4 separate regions of the Mus musculus genome follow, and all the other regions are linked to region 1. A link is a contact called in public HiChIP or PLAC-seq and promoter capture Hi-C data. All regions are on one chromosome and are shown on one strand. Each heading gives the region's core, a stretch centred on a gene start, on an enhancer-like site or on the middle of the called end of the contact. The rest is flanking DNA. Distances are from core to core; before and after follow the strand shown. Region 1 holds the start of Vapa (vesicle-associated membrane protein, associated protein A). Region 2 overlaps Man2a1 (mannosidase 2, alpha 1). Region 3 holds the start of Mtcl1 (microtubule crosslinking factor 1). Region 4 overlaps Man2a1 (mannosidase 2, alpha 1).

Region 1 (3,342 bases), core at 192-2,691:
TCAAATATTCAGCCAAGAATAAATAATTTTTACGTAGAGATGAACAAGGAAATCCATCTCGTTTGCATACAAGCTTGCTTTTGTCTTAAATGGATTTTTGGTCTGCTTCTTTTCAAAATTCATTTTTTAGGTTAGGATACAAAGTAAGCATTCAAAGAAAGAAAACAAACTTTTTTTTTTAAACGACCAATGTTTGCTTTATACCACTATTATATCCTATATACCTCGAGTGGCATGAAAGTTTTTCAGGTGTCGGGGCGGCAAGTTGAAAAAGTCTAATTAGCTGTATTCTAGACTGCTCATTTCGACATTTACTTCCAAGCAATCTAGAGTGCCTTTTCGTGGCAGAAGCATGAATATGTGCTTTGTTTCGCACGGAGCTTCCTAGAGATTTAAATTCAAGCAGCACCATAGGACACAATAAAGGTTTTTACAGCACATCCATTTGTTTTGTTTGCTCTTCCCGTCCCTGGATACCCTGGCAAGGGGCTGAATATCTGTCAGCAACTTGCTTGGCATTTTTTTTTTTTTTTCTCATTTGGTACAGGCTCTCCTAAGTGATACAGATAAAATTCGTCCCTAGCACGAGAATGTGGCAAACAGATTTGGGTATGAGTTTGAAGTGAACCACACTGTAGATACAGCACGTGAACTCCACGCTGTAGGAACAGAGATTTCGTTTCTACCCTTGTAGAGAAACTGTGCCTGGCACAGATTTCCCCTGGAACTCGTTCGCTTGTGAGCGAGATGTGTTTCCTTTGGCTGGGCAGGAGGGAGATGGGGAGGAGGCAGTCTTGGAACAGCAGGCAGAACGGAGCGCACGTTCGCTGAGGGCGGAAGGAATCCCCAGCAGACCAGAGGGACACGCCCTGCCGCTCTCCCAAAGGGCGGTCTCTCCTGGGATGCCTGGCTTCCAGGCAGCCTGCAAAAACCCTTCTCTTTTCCAGGGCAGACAAGACGCCCTCGGCGAGCCAAAAGCCGCGTCAGCGGCCCCACCCACTCGCCTCCAACGGACCCAGGTCGCCTTCCCGGTTCCCAGCAGCCACCGCGGAGGCGCCGCCCGCACAGGGCATGCTGGGAGTCGAGGTACCCGGCGCTTCATGACTCTCTTCCGTTCGGAATTCCACTTGGAACGCCGTGAGGTAGCGTCGTAGTCGGCGCTCCAGCCCCGCACTCGCAGCTCCAGGGCCCCAAGAACGACACCCCCTTCCCGGGGCGCCGTGCACCGCGTCTCCCCGCAAAGAGCCCCGCTCCGCCCCCCCGACCCTGCTCTACGGAGATTGACAGCGGCGCGGCGCCCGGAGCTGCGGCCAAGTCGGAGGTGCGCAGGCGCACTAGCTCAGCGTTGACCCCTCCCACCCCCCAGTTAGGCCCGGAGGGCGGGGCCAGCACGAGGGCTCCAGGCCGCGGGGGCGCGCACGTAGGCACGTAGGGCCCGTCACGTGGGGCGCCGAGGATCGCAGTGCGCGTGGCCGCGGCGGCTGGTGTGGGGTTGAGTCAGTTGTGACACCCGGAGCTGCTGAGCGGACAGGCTGCCCTCGGGACCCCCGCGGCCCGGCAGCAGGCGCGGAGCTTCGGGAATCGTGAGCCTGGCCCCGTCCTAGAGCTCCGCGGAGCCGGCGCCGCCACCGTCCCCTCGCCCCCGCCAGCGAACCGCCGCCGCGGGCGCGCCCCCGCTCTGCGCTGCGCTGTCTCCTATGGCGTCCGCCTCCGGGGCCATGGCGAAGCACGAGCAGATCCTGGTCCTCGACCCTCCTTCAGACCTCAAATTCAAAGGTAGGCTGGCTGGGACGCTCCGGAGCGGAGCTGAGGCTGGGGCTGGGGCTGGCGGGCGGCGGCGGGGTGGCCGGGCCGTGCTCCCCTCCCCCACGCCCCGGCCGAGCGTCGGAGCCGCGGCCCCGCTGCGTCCCTCGGCCCCGCGCCTCGCCGTCCGCCGCTGCCGGGCCGGGCCGGGCCGGGCTGGGCTGCGCTGCGGAGGGGAGGGGAGGGAGCCGCCGGGCGCCGCGGAGGGCTCCGCCGCCATCTTGCGGCCCCGCGGGGGCGCCGTGGGAGCCCGCCCGCGCCTTGCCCGCCGGCCCGCATGGCGTCCTTGCCCCAGGGGCGGCCGCGGCGCGGCGCGGTGCGGTCGGGCGGTGCGGGAGGGCGACTGGGAGCCGGAGCTCCCTAGTCGGCGGGCGCCAGTGGGCGCCGTTCGGCGGCTTTGGGCAGGCGCGGTCCGCCGCGGGCGAGGAGGCGTTCACGGTCGCGGCCTCGCCCGGAGTCTTTCCCGGTCAGGTGCGGGACTCTGGCTGAGCCGGGAGACCAGGCAGCAGAGTCTCTGGCTGGGACTGACCCCGCGTGTTGGCACGGCCCCCAGGCGCGCGGCAGAAAGCTGTGCGTCAGCTGGGGCATGCATGGTCAGAGGTTAATGGTAGTGGGTCCCTTGTGTCAGCTCGGATTGTCCCTAGGTACGGAGGACCCAGTCCTTGAGTGCACACTGTCTTTACTGAAGAATTCTTTCAGCGTTTGTGACCCGCTTACGCTTGCGGTTTCCCTGCGTATCCCGAGAAAGCTGCTAAGGTGCCACACAGCTCTGGAACTGTTGACTTTGGAGCATTGACTGTGATAGACAGTGGCTTGGTGATTCTTGTTCAGATCCAAGGCGGTTTGCCTTCTCAGTGTGTAGGAAACGAAACGTTACACAGAACAATTTACTTTATTTTAAGGAGAACCAAAAGAATGGAGCTAAAGAGAAAACGTGATCCTTCCTATCTTTAAATGTAAAGTGCCCCCCTCCCCCCCCCCCGAAAGTTAATACCTTGCGTTTTAATTTCAGGAACTGATGAAAACAATTTTCCTTAGGCGCACATCGATTCCAGTACTAAGAGAAAAAGTAAACCCATTAATAGTAGTGTAAGAGTTAGTCCAAATGAAAATAGCTGAATTGTCCTTGTGGGAACAATTTAAAATAGTTCCAGACACTTAAAGATTTTATATCTTAAATAGTTTTAGGGCTTATAAACATTGGGTATTCTGCTAGTCACATGCCCTGCAGGTGTTTCAGTACATTCACAAGTTTCTCTTTACTAGACAAGAACTTGATTGTGATTTTAAGGCAGCTCTAATATCTTTGGAATTGGGTCGTGAACCACACTTATAATCCCGGCATTCTGGAAGTCCAGAAACCATCCAAAGTTTGAAATCAACCCGGGCTACAAGGGAGACACTAGACAGTGTCTCAGAACCTCGGGTAGTGTGTATTTTCCTGCAGCAAATTTCTGTATTGCCTGATTGGTTTTTTTTGGGGGGGGGAGGGGGGGAGGGAGTGGGCGGGGTTTGCTGAGAAGTTCTTATAGTACTGTA
Region 2 (3,438 bases), core at 168-2,667, 990 kb after region 1:
ACTTGTTCAACCCTGGATGCTCAGTTCCAAGTACAGGAAAGATATTCATGCATTTGTAAAATGTTTCTCAATAACTGCTCTGAACTGTAAGTCTAGGGTTGGGAAGAATGCCACACGGTGGGAAGACAAAAATACCTAAGATATATACTGTCATACATGTGTGTGTATGTATGTGTGTGTTTGAATATACAAGATAGCATTATAAGCAACACACATGCATACGCACACACCACAAACATACACTTTAAAATAAAATTAAAAAAAAATCTTTAATAAGTGTAAGAAGAAAGAACCAGAGATATGGCTCTGGTTAACAGCACTATCTACTCTTCCAGACAACCTGGATTTGATTCTCAGCTCTCACATGGTGGCTCACAACCATCTGTAACTCCAGTACCAGGGGACCCAATGGTGGACACCAGAAATGCAAGTGGTATAGACACACGTGCAGTTAAAACACCCATCATAGAATTTGTTCTGTTTTGTTTGGATTTTTTTTTAGACAGGGTTTCTCTGTGTAGCCCTGGCTGTCCTGGAACTCACTCTGTAGACCAGGCTGGCCTTGAACTCAGAAATCCACCTGCCTCTGCCTCCCGAGTGCTGGGATTAAAGGCGTGCACCACCATGCCCAGCTTCTAAGTAATTTTTTAATGAATAACAAAATCTGAAGACCTTACACAAACTTATCTAAATAGAATATTGATGAAAATTGACAACCTGGAGGAAGCAAAAGGAAAGACATAATATCTACAATGGTGCAATTTTGACAAAACATCTAACTAAAACCTACATTGTTTTTAACCTACTGTGAATATTTGTTGGTTTAACAGTGAGTCAAAGATTTAATTATACTCATAAAGTTGGGTAGGCAGATAAAGTGCAAAGAGGACACAGCATAGCCAAGGAGACCTAGGGTCTCAACACAGGACTGACTCTCTGATCATACCTAGAAGAGAGAGAAATCATGTGGGCTCCAGATCACCAGAGCCCTTTAGTGATAAGGTAGCCAGGAGCCTCCAGCCTGCAGCGCAGAACTATAGATGTGGCCCAACACAAAAAGCTTATTTGTTTAAACTGCCTCTAACATGATGAGGTTTCCTGTATGGCTGTTTTTATAACTAGAGTGTACAATTCCAGAGTATAAACATGTAGATTGTAATACCATGGCCATGCCAGTACACTGGAAAAAGGCTGGCCATGCCCGCCATACCAACGAAGGCCACATCAGTGTTGGCTATGAGGGCCAGCAGTTCTGTGCTATGCAAAGACCTAAAGCCCTCTTCTGCTGTGGCTCCCCATGGAACCCGAAAGAATAAAAAGGCTTGAGAGTCAAACGCACGGTGTCTCTGTCCACACTTCCATAGTTACAGGGAACAAATGGGGAGATTCTTCACACATGACCACATCAGAACAGCCTGGAGCTTCCTACAATTGTTCTGACTCATCCTGCTGAGGAGTTCCAGTCTCGAAACCGAAACTCCCTCCAGAGGCCATCGTAGCACCGAGGTCTCAATCAAGCAAGTCCCCATTCTGTGCAGAATCAGACCTTCAGAGCTGTCGCACTATCTCCCTAAAATGAAGCTTTGGTGTGCTCTCAGAGCTTTTAACGATACTATGCGAGGCTGCCTGAGCATGATACACCTCTCCAAGGTTCTCTGTGCTTGGACGAGGTTCCCCCTGGACCCACATCCTTAGCCCAGCTGCCCACTGTAGCTCAACACTCACAGTGAGGAGGGCAAGGAGCAGTCTAGGGAAAGCTTCTGCTATGGGCCTTGCTCCCAAACCCTCCGTGTCAGAGAAAGACTCAGTATAAACATCACCTGCTACGGTTTGGGAAGAGGGAGCCAACAGACATTAAAGGTGGCTTTCACTTTCATGATAGCTCTGAAGATACAATTAACAACCAGTGCCCAGGGTTCTATAGTAACTTAAGTACGGGTAGAAGAGTGTGCCCTGAGGCTCTGTCAGCATTAATGGTCTAATGAAAACCATTTTTAAATTATATTACACACCGGAATAAGGTCTCCCTCCAAACAGCCAAAATCCTTACCATATACCTCATAGGCAAACTCCACCCACATGGCTGGGAGGAAATGGTGTGGCCTGAAGGGATGTACCTGTGGTGTGCATTAAAGAAACAGAAATGATAGATAATGTTTCAATTACGCTGACAGGTCAAAGAATGCTGATAGGAATACTGAAAAAGACAGTTTTCTGTAGGGCAAGAAACCCACTGGTGAGAAAAGCGTGTTATCCTTTGATTTGCTAATCAGTTCTATGGGGAGGCATCTTCAGCCCTGTTCTGCCGGGGAGGGGGAAGAAGGTCATATTTGATTTTTCTCTGCTAGTGGTGAAAGAGAAGAGCTGAGGGAAAAGCTGGCACATATCAAAGACGTTGGGCAGAGCTAATTTAGAGTCTACAACGAGGTAGACCAGGATCGGTGCCCACTCCATCCTAGGAAAGAGATCCATCACTGTCCACAGCCAACTCTTAACACATTACATAATGATCTGCCCCAGGGAGGACACGGGCTGCTGGCGACGAGAGTTACTGTGACCACTCAAGCACGGCTGATTGTGCATCTTCTTCCTTCAGGCTTCACCTGCAAAGAGGGCTGTCTTTCCTTCCACAGCTCAGAGGCCTCACAAGCAGAGGCCAGGGTCCTCCCAATTTCTAAGCCCAAGCCCACCTCTGTCATCTCCTCCGAGGCTTCACTCCTGGGGAAATCCTCTCAAGGCTGCAGGTTCAAACTCCCCATGCCCAGTGGTGTGGCAGTTCTCCTACTCCAACCGACGGGAAGCAGACGGTCTCATAGGCTTATGACATAATGTAGTCTAATATGTTTAAATTTTAAATTAATTTATTATTATGTGTATGAGATTTTTGACGGCATGTATGACTCTGCCCCACATGTGTGTGATGCCCAGGGAAGACAGATGAGGGTATCAGGTTCCCTGGTACTGGAGGTACACATAGCTGAGTCACTGTGTGGGTGCTGAGAGAAGAACCCAGGGTGAGCAGTCTCTCCAGCCCCACTATCTGCATCTTTAAAAGTCAGCCACACCCCTGTGCCTCCCTTAACTACAAGACATGGCTCACCAGGATGCCATTAAACTGGACTCCCAAGGGATCTTGAAAAGGGGCAAAATCCAGCCATCTACTGTACTTCGTAGCTTGGTTAGCTTCTGCTAATCGGTGCTGGGACCCTCCCTTCTTCTATCAAAAGGGACAATCCAAGCATGTCACCCTGAGTAGCATCACAGGACTAGCTCTGTGTCTAGAAGGCATTTTTAAAGAACCTTGGGCCAGTGGGCTGAGTGGGGAAGATCAGCTCTCATGTGGAGCAACATCTGTCACCAAAGGCCTGATGAGGTAAAAAACGTAGACAGAGCAAATCCCTGCTTTGTTATCTAGATAACAGCAACAGATCCTTCAAG
Region 3 (3,405 bases), core at 416-2,915, 840 kb before region 1:
CAGGAATGTGAGGGTTGGCAGGGGATTTTGACTCCTCACGTTGGTACTGGAGGGGAACGCTGGAGCGCCCTCTCGTGGACACAGTCTCGTGGACACAGTTAGTCAAGCGTGCCTGCCGGCCTCCAAGCACTTCAAGGGGCAGGTCTCAAAAGGTACTTATTACGGATTATATAGGGTGTGCCTCACTTTCAGAAGATTTTCACAAAAGTGACTCGCAAAGTCCAGGCCTGTAAGTGCAAATTGTGTCGGAAGGTTTCAATAGGATCTGAGCTCAAGCCCCAACAAGACATTCTATCTTCTGGTTTATAATCAAAAAAAAAAAAAAAAAAAAAAAAGCCATTTCCTGCAGCTTCTGACGGTTCGGGCTACGGAAGGCCATTCTGTCGTTAAGACCACGGACTTTGAGTACAATTTTCCTTTAACATTTCAAGTCTGTACTCTCCTCGTGCTTCGGGATGCAGTCACCCACACCATGCCCTCTGCCCCACCCTGCGGCTCTGGGATCTTTCTCAGCAAATAAGATCAACCAGAATCCTTCACTTTCCACTCCACAGCTTTAGGTCTAAGCCCTGTCCCACTTAACTGTGCTGTGAACTTCAAGACCAGCATCTTTCAGGAAACACACAGGATTTCCCCGCTGGCGTCTTCTTCTTGTTCATCCCTGCTCCCCAAATCCCGAATCTAGATAGAGGACAACTTAGACTTGTCCTCGGGGCGCTTATTGCCCAACATCCAAAGCCTGGGATATAAACCACACGGAACATCTGTCAAAAGCACTTTACAGTGGACGGGTGAGTCCTTCTCTTTGCTCAGTTAATCAGAATACATCTACATTCGGTTTTCTCTGATTCTACAGGTGAGGCGGGAATCGGAGACCCAAAAGGTCAAGTACCTTGCCCACGGAGCGGAACCCTCAGGCTCCTTGGTGCTCTAAGGCAAACGTGTACTGCTGAGACTCCGGTAGACCTAGGTTTGAATCCCCGCTCAGCCCCGGAGTTCAAACAAGCCACTTCACTTCCTCGTGCCCATGTCTCCTTCTGAAAACAGGATTTCGAATTCGGGACTGTCATCATGCGAGTAGAAGCAGTGCCTGGAGCAAGGTCGCCGGAACTATAAATGTGAGCTCCCTTTCAGACCCCGGCTTGACGAGCTGCTTCTCCGATTTCTACAGCGGCTCCTCCCTTTCAGAGCTGCCCAGGCCACTGGGGGTGCCAACTGTGGAGCGCTGTGTCGGTCCTGACGCTGCATCCGGTACCAGGAATCCTTAAAGAAGCTCTGGGGAGAGCGGTGGGCAGCGAAGCGAAGAGGGGAGGCAGGAGTCAGATAGAGGGGGCTGGGTGGAACAGAGAGAAGGCTGGCACCCACCGCAGAGGGGCCCTCTACCCCGCCTGCACCTGAAGTGTCCCCAAGTGGCCGATGCCCGCCCTCTTCCCTCCCTTCACCCCAGCTTCTTCCCTTCCTAGCCGGCTCAGGGTGGTAGCCCCAGTACATCCAAAGGCAAAGAGTGGTCCTCTGCTGCGTGGACGCGTGGGCACTCGGGCTCTGCGTCTCCCGCGTCCCCCGAGCTGCAGCCCCGCCTCCTGCCCGCCCCGCCCCCTCCCCGTCCCGCTAGCAGGAGGCGGGGCGTGCGCGTCGGGCTGGGGACGGAGGGGGACGCGCGTGCAGCAGCTTCTCTCCGCCGGAGCAGCCGAGCAGAAGCCGTGGCTGCCGATCCCCCGCGGACTGGCAGTGGGCGGGGAGCGGAACTCGGGAGCCGGGCGCGCGTCGCCAGACAAGTGTTTTTGTGCGAGGCCGCGGTGGCGGCCACTTCAGCTCTCTGAACGCACGGTGCAGGGGATGCGAGCGGCCGTGGCGGCTGTGCCAGGAGGATCCGAGCGCCGTTGACCTGAGCGAGGGGACACACTCCCCCGGGTCGGCTGAGTGCGGGGGAGGGGACGGCGGGAGCGCAGGGTGCACGCCGGGCGGGGCAGGGGGTCAGTGATGACCGGGCGCGCGGGGAGGCTGCACGCCGCCGCCGCCGCCCGGAGCATCTGCCGCCTGAGCTGCGGATCGCAGCCGCCGCCCGGGCCATGGAGACGCTGAACGGCCCCGCGGGCGGCGGCGCCCCGGACACCAAGCCGCAGCCAGCCGGCCAGCATCACCGCCACCACCACCTGCACCCGCTGGCCGAGAGGAGGCGGCTGCACCGCGCACCCTCGCCCGCCAGACCCTTCCTCAAGGACCTGCACACGCGGCCCGCCACGGCCACCCCCTCTGCGGGCCGTGCCCCGACTCCCGCGGCTCCTCGCTCGCCTAGCCTTGCCGGGAAGGCGCCGCCGTCGCCCGGGCCCCCGGCCGCGCCCGGTCGCCTCTCCCGACGCAGCGGTGTAGTCCCCGGCGCGAAGGACAAGCCGCCGCCGGGCGCCGGAGCCAGGTCGGCGGGCGGCGCTAAGGCCGTCCCGGGGACCAGGAGGGCGGCGCGCGCGGGGCCGGCGGAGCCACTGTCCCGGGTTGGGAGGCCGACTGGGGCCGAGCCACCGCCTGCCGTCGCGAAGGGTCGCAAAACCAAGCGCGGCCCCGGGACGCCTCCAGCTCGCGCCGTCGTGCCCCCGGCTCGCGCCTCCCGGGTCCCCGCCGTGACCCTCTCTGTGACCTCGGTGGCTGGCTGTCGTATCAACCACACGGACAGCAGCTCGGATCTCTCCGACTGCGCCTCCGAACCCTTGTCTGATGAGCAGCGCCTACTCCCCGCCGCCAGCAGCGACGCTGAGTCGGGCACCGGCTCCAGTGACCGGGAACCCATACGCGGAGCACCCACTCCGAGCTCCGGATCCCGCGGGCCGCCGCCGGGCAGCCCCGAGCCCCCTATCCTGCTCGCGGCGCCCCCTGTCGCCAGTGCCTGTCTCGGGGGCCGAAGCAGCCCAGGCGGGGCCTCCACAGGGTCCCCGGGACCCGGTTCTCAGGAGGATGTTGGGGGCCGAGCGCCACCGGAGCGGACGATTCTGGGGACCTCCAAGGAGCCTAGCCTGGGCGAACAGCCCCGGCTCTTGGTGGTGGCTGAGGAAGAGGAGTTGCTGAGGGAGATGGAGGAACTGCGCTCGGAGAACGACTACCTCAAGGTGAGCAGCAGCCGGGGTGGCAGGTGTGTCTCGGAAGCCGACCCGGGATCCCCTGGCTTCCCTGGGGTCATGTGAGCTCGTCTCCTGGGGTCTCACTAATTCTTTACCCTTCTTTGCCCCTAACTGCTACCCAAAGCCGCTAGCTTCTGGTAACCTAACTCCAAACTTGTAGGAGGACCTGTAGGTCTGGTTCCCCCAGTTTTGCTCTTACTGTTTTGCCTGTCTTTGCTGATGCGTTTCGGGTGGCTATACATCGTTTTGGATACATTGACCCCTGCACTGTCACCTGTTGAAGAGGGTGATCTAG
Region 4 (3,352 bases), core at 56-2,555, 940 kb after region 1:
TACACAAACTCCAGCTTCAGTGAGGTACTGCCTCAGATATAAGGTGAAAAAAGTTGAAAAGCCAGCGAGGGAGGTACTTAGCGTGAAATCATTCCGCTTAGGAAAACATGAAAGTGAATTCTCTGAACACAAGACATTTGTCAAACCCATGAAACGCTCATTCCTGGCAGCCAGTCACATCAGTAAAGCACAGGGGCAACGAGCAGGGAAACCAATAACCTTCACGTGCTGTAGACGAAGCAGACATCCCGACGGAGACGCTGAGACTTAGTAGGTACCGTTTTTAAAATCGCATAAAAAGACTGCTTCTCTAATCCCCAAGCAGGACATTTCCTCACACACAGGAGGAAAGGATGACTTTTGGAAATGGCACCAACCGCGTATGGCAAAGTTACATTTGTGGTTAATACAGGCAGGTTCCAGGGACACGGGACAGAGACACCAGATACTGTGGTCTTCAGTGGAGGATGGAAGCTCAACTTCAGAAACATCAGAAAGGCTCTCTCCTCACCTTCACTTTCAGATGAGGCTGCGAGTTCATGTAACTGAACAGTTGCTCGTAGTTCCTGCACTGCAGATCCCACTCTGTGTATTCACTGAACCGAAAGTCGTCTCCCAGTGGAGCCAGCAGAACTTTAGTGCGGAAAAGTTTTGACTTTTTCCGGTACTGATCCAATAGCATCTGAGCCCTGTGAAAGGGAAGGGGGAGATATTAAAAAATTATATCAGGAAAAGCTGACACGGCAACTCAGGAAAAAGACAGCTTAGAAACCAAAGGTGTATTATATGAAAAAAAATTATTAATTCCTTTTAAAAATTAGGTTAAGTGAAATTTATAAGACATGTTTTCTCCATCATTTATTGTCTGTTTTAAATGGCTATAAATTCTTACTGTACGGAAGTTATATCATTTTCCAATAGATAACCTTTGAGATGTCATAGCCAACTGAGATACCAGTGTCTTCCTGGAATCCCCTTCCTTACCACAGCAATTAAACACCAGACAGCCCATGTTTTACAATAATCTCATATGTGAAGATGTAAAGTCTCTCAACTACATATCAATACTGACCTTTGCTCTATTTTAATATCCTACTTTCTAACAATCAAAAATCTAATACTCTGGTAAAACATGGAAAAAGCATATTTAGAAAATGATTAAAAGTATAAATCATGATACCAAATATTTCCTGGAATTTTAATATTTTCCTTCCAAAGGAACAGCCATTCACTGTACAGCTGCCACCAACACCCTGGCCACTGTCACACTGTCCTGGTCAGTGGCTCCTGCTTGGCACCTGAATTTGCTATTCTGGTTTCCACCCTCTTGGGCTCTGAACCATGACCCTGAAAGGCCAGCCACGCATGGCATGCTGATGTCGACAGCTTTTATACTTCAGAGTCAGTGCTCTAGAGGAACTCCCTTTGAGGGGGCACTGAGTTGGAACACCATTGAAAAAACAGGAAGACAGACCCACAAAATGAAACTAAATAAGCAGATAAAGCCAGAGCCATTCAGGGTGGGGAGAGTCAAAGCTTGAGGCACTCGTGTTTAAATGACAAGAGTTGTTTCTCGCCTCGGATTCCAATCTTCACTTCAAAGATTATCCAAAAGTAAATTTCAATTCCCAATATAAAACTTATGAAAGTACCTCAAAGAACATCAATAGGGGTTATTTTATGAAAAAATAACATTTAATTAAACTTAGAATCCCATATGGACATTCTGAAATTTATACTCTCTGAAACTGCTTTGCAAATACAAATTTTTAGCAGTAATTTAATAGCTTCAAATTATCTTCATAGTAATTTCTTATAATATATAATTCTTAGTTTTAATAGCATGATGAGTAAAATATAATCATAGTGATTTTAAATAATATATGATTCATAGTTTTCTAGGATTAGCATTTGGTGAGATAGTTATTAATCTTTATTACCAACTACCTAAACTCCACATTTTCTAAATTTATTTCTTATTATTACTTCTAATTTGAAATGCACATGAAAAATGAAACAAAACTCCCTCCCCCAGTAAGAGGAATTAAAATAAAATATAAGAGCAGATAAAACATGTACTGTAGATGAGCACTCAACTATATTCCTGAGGTAATAATACTAGTAATAAATAATAAAAATGTTGACTAATAAATAAACCAAAGCTTGTATGTGTGGTTTACACACAGAGAGAAGACAGTATGAGCACTATCATGCCTGGCATCCTTCATAACACCTACAATGTGCACTATCATATCTACTTATTTAAAAAGCTACTCAACCATGCCCATGTAACCTCTTTTTGCTCTCTCTCAAACTCATAGCCTATATCCATTTAATCATACATGTGTATGTGTGTATACTTGATATATACTCCTAAAAATACCAGAGAACCCAGAACTGTTACTTTACTAAACTACTTAAAAGAGCTTTTAAATACGGATGATATTACATAATTATCAATTTATTCAAATGTATTCTTTCCCTAGCAGAATTTGGTATTTCTATATTACAACACAATGTATTACACATCTTTCACCTTTAGTGTAGTAACTGAACTTTAAGGAACCAAAATGAGAAACTATATGTGACTTGAAATGAGAAGTTTCCTTCATTATTGCATTTTTTTCTGAAGAAGTGGTCCATCCTTGCAATTTTTATTCAAATGTACTTAAGTATAAATAATTCTAATTAAAGTTTTCTGTAAGTCAAAAACATCAGAAAGATACAAAAATGTGTATTCATCCGAGCTGTGCAACTCACCGTTACTGAAATTGTTATTAAGGTAAGAGATAATTATACTCTTCATGTGCTCCATTTTAATAAATGTGTTTTTGCAGTTGAGCTGCTTTTCTTACCACTTCGTACAATGAGGACCAAAAGTCTTATTATCAACAGAAGTATATGGAATCAATCAAACCCAGTAGAAAGCTTTTACAGTGAGTGCAAAGGAGATGGTAATAACAGTGTATTGGAAGGTAGCCATTGTATATTGATCTGTCATTGTTCACTTGCCATTTAATTATAACGCGCAGGGGTGCTGACATTCCGAAGTTGCATTAGATCTGGCCTGAATGAGGATAATGCTGGCTGCCAACACCCACTTATTCGGCCCTTCAACAACAGGGAAGTGAGTGGCCACAGTGTTCTCTGTGTCTTATAAAACATACATTTTAATACCTGCTTTGGACATTTCCAGGAGATATTGCTTCTGGGGGAACTCCCCAGGGACAACCATATCTGCCTCCAGGAAGCCGTTTAAAATCAAACTGGCAGCATATTTTAGGATCAGGCCCACAGGTGTGAGGGATGTCGTAGCTGTAGAAGGGCATCATATGGCACAAAATGTCTGTAG

Evidence for each region. Promoter capture Hi-C pulls out the DNA fragments that hold promoters and counts their contacts. HiChIP or PLAC-seq counts read pairs in DNA pulled down with a chosen protein or histone mark.
Region 2: a promoter capture Hi-C map of liver shows a contact between it and region 1, with 2.8 times the contacts expected there. The contact joins the enhancer-like site here to the promoter of Vapa in region 1. A contact is called at or near these places in 7 of 39 promoter capture datasets (the 3T3-L1 cell line, hippocampal neurons, liver and 3 more) and 3 of 115 datasets of contacts at active chromatin or transcription factors (bone marrow-derived macrophages, embryonic stem cells and epiblast stem cells).
Region 3: a FOXA1 HiChIP or PLAC-seq map of pancreatic cancer cells shows a contact between it and region 1. The contact joins the promoter of Mtcl1 here to the promoter of Vapa in region 1. A contact is called at or near these places in 1 of 39 promoter capture datasets (pre-B cells) and 3 of 115 datasets of contacts at active chromatin or transcription factors (large pre-B cells, pancreatic cancer cells and pro-B cells).
Region 4: a promoter capture Hi-C map of pre-B cells shows a contact between it and region 1, with 3 times the contacts expected there. The contact joins the enhancer-like site here to the promoter of Vapa in region 1. A contact is called at or near these places in 6 of 39 promoter capture datasets (the 3T3-L1 cell line, the C10 cell line, hippocampal neurons and 3 more) and 3 of 115 datasets of contacts at active chromatin or transcription factors (astrocytes, embryonic limb bud and embryonic stem cells).

The regions. Positions count from the first base shown.
Region 1 is chr17:65,611,654-65,614,995 of GRCm38.p6, reverse strand. Vapa (vesicle-associated membrane protein, associated protein A) reads left to right here and starts at 1,441. Exons shown (of 6, transcript NM_013933.3): 1 at 1,441-1,776. The coding sequence starts at 1,698.
Region 2 is chr17:64,620,475-64,623,912 of GRCm38.p6, reverse strand. All of the region lies in intron 1 of Man2a1 (mannosidase 2, alpha 1), which reads right to left. Among named protein-coding and RNA genes, the nearest start is that of Man2a1, 21 kb to the right of the region's middle. Within about 2 kb of position 1,417, at least 106 of the 459 cell types and tissues checked have an H3K27ac peak or open chromatin away from gene starts, as enhancers often do. A contact at or near this core is called in bone marrow-derived macrophages, liver and trophoblast stem cells, where this site is marked.
Region 3 is chr17:66,448,010-66,451,414 of GRCm38.p6, reverse strand. It overlaps Mtcl1 (microtubule crosslinking factor 1), which reads left to right and starts at 1,665. Exons shown (of 14, transcript NM_172963.4): 1 at 1,665-3,098. The coding sequence starts at 2,070.
Region 4 is chr17:64,666,749-64,670,100 of GRCm38.p6, reverse strand. It overlaps Man2a1 (mannosidase 2, alpha 1), which reads right to left. Exons shown (of 22, transcript NM_008549.2): 7 at 3,178-3,352; 8 at 512-689. Among named protein-coding and RNA genes, the nearest start is that of Man2a1, 67 kb to the right of the region's middle. Within about 2 kb of position 1,305, at least 52 of the 459 cell types and tissues checked have an H3K27ac peak or open chromatin away from gene starts, as enhancers often do. A contact at or near this core is called in liver and pre-B cells, where this site is marked.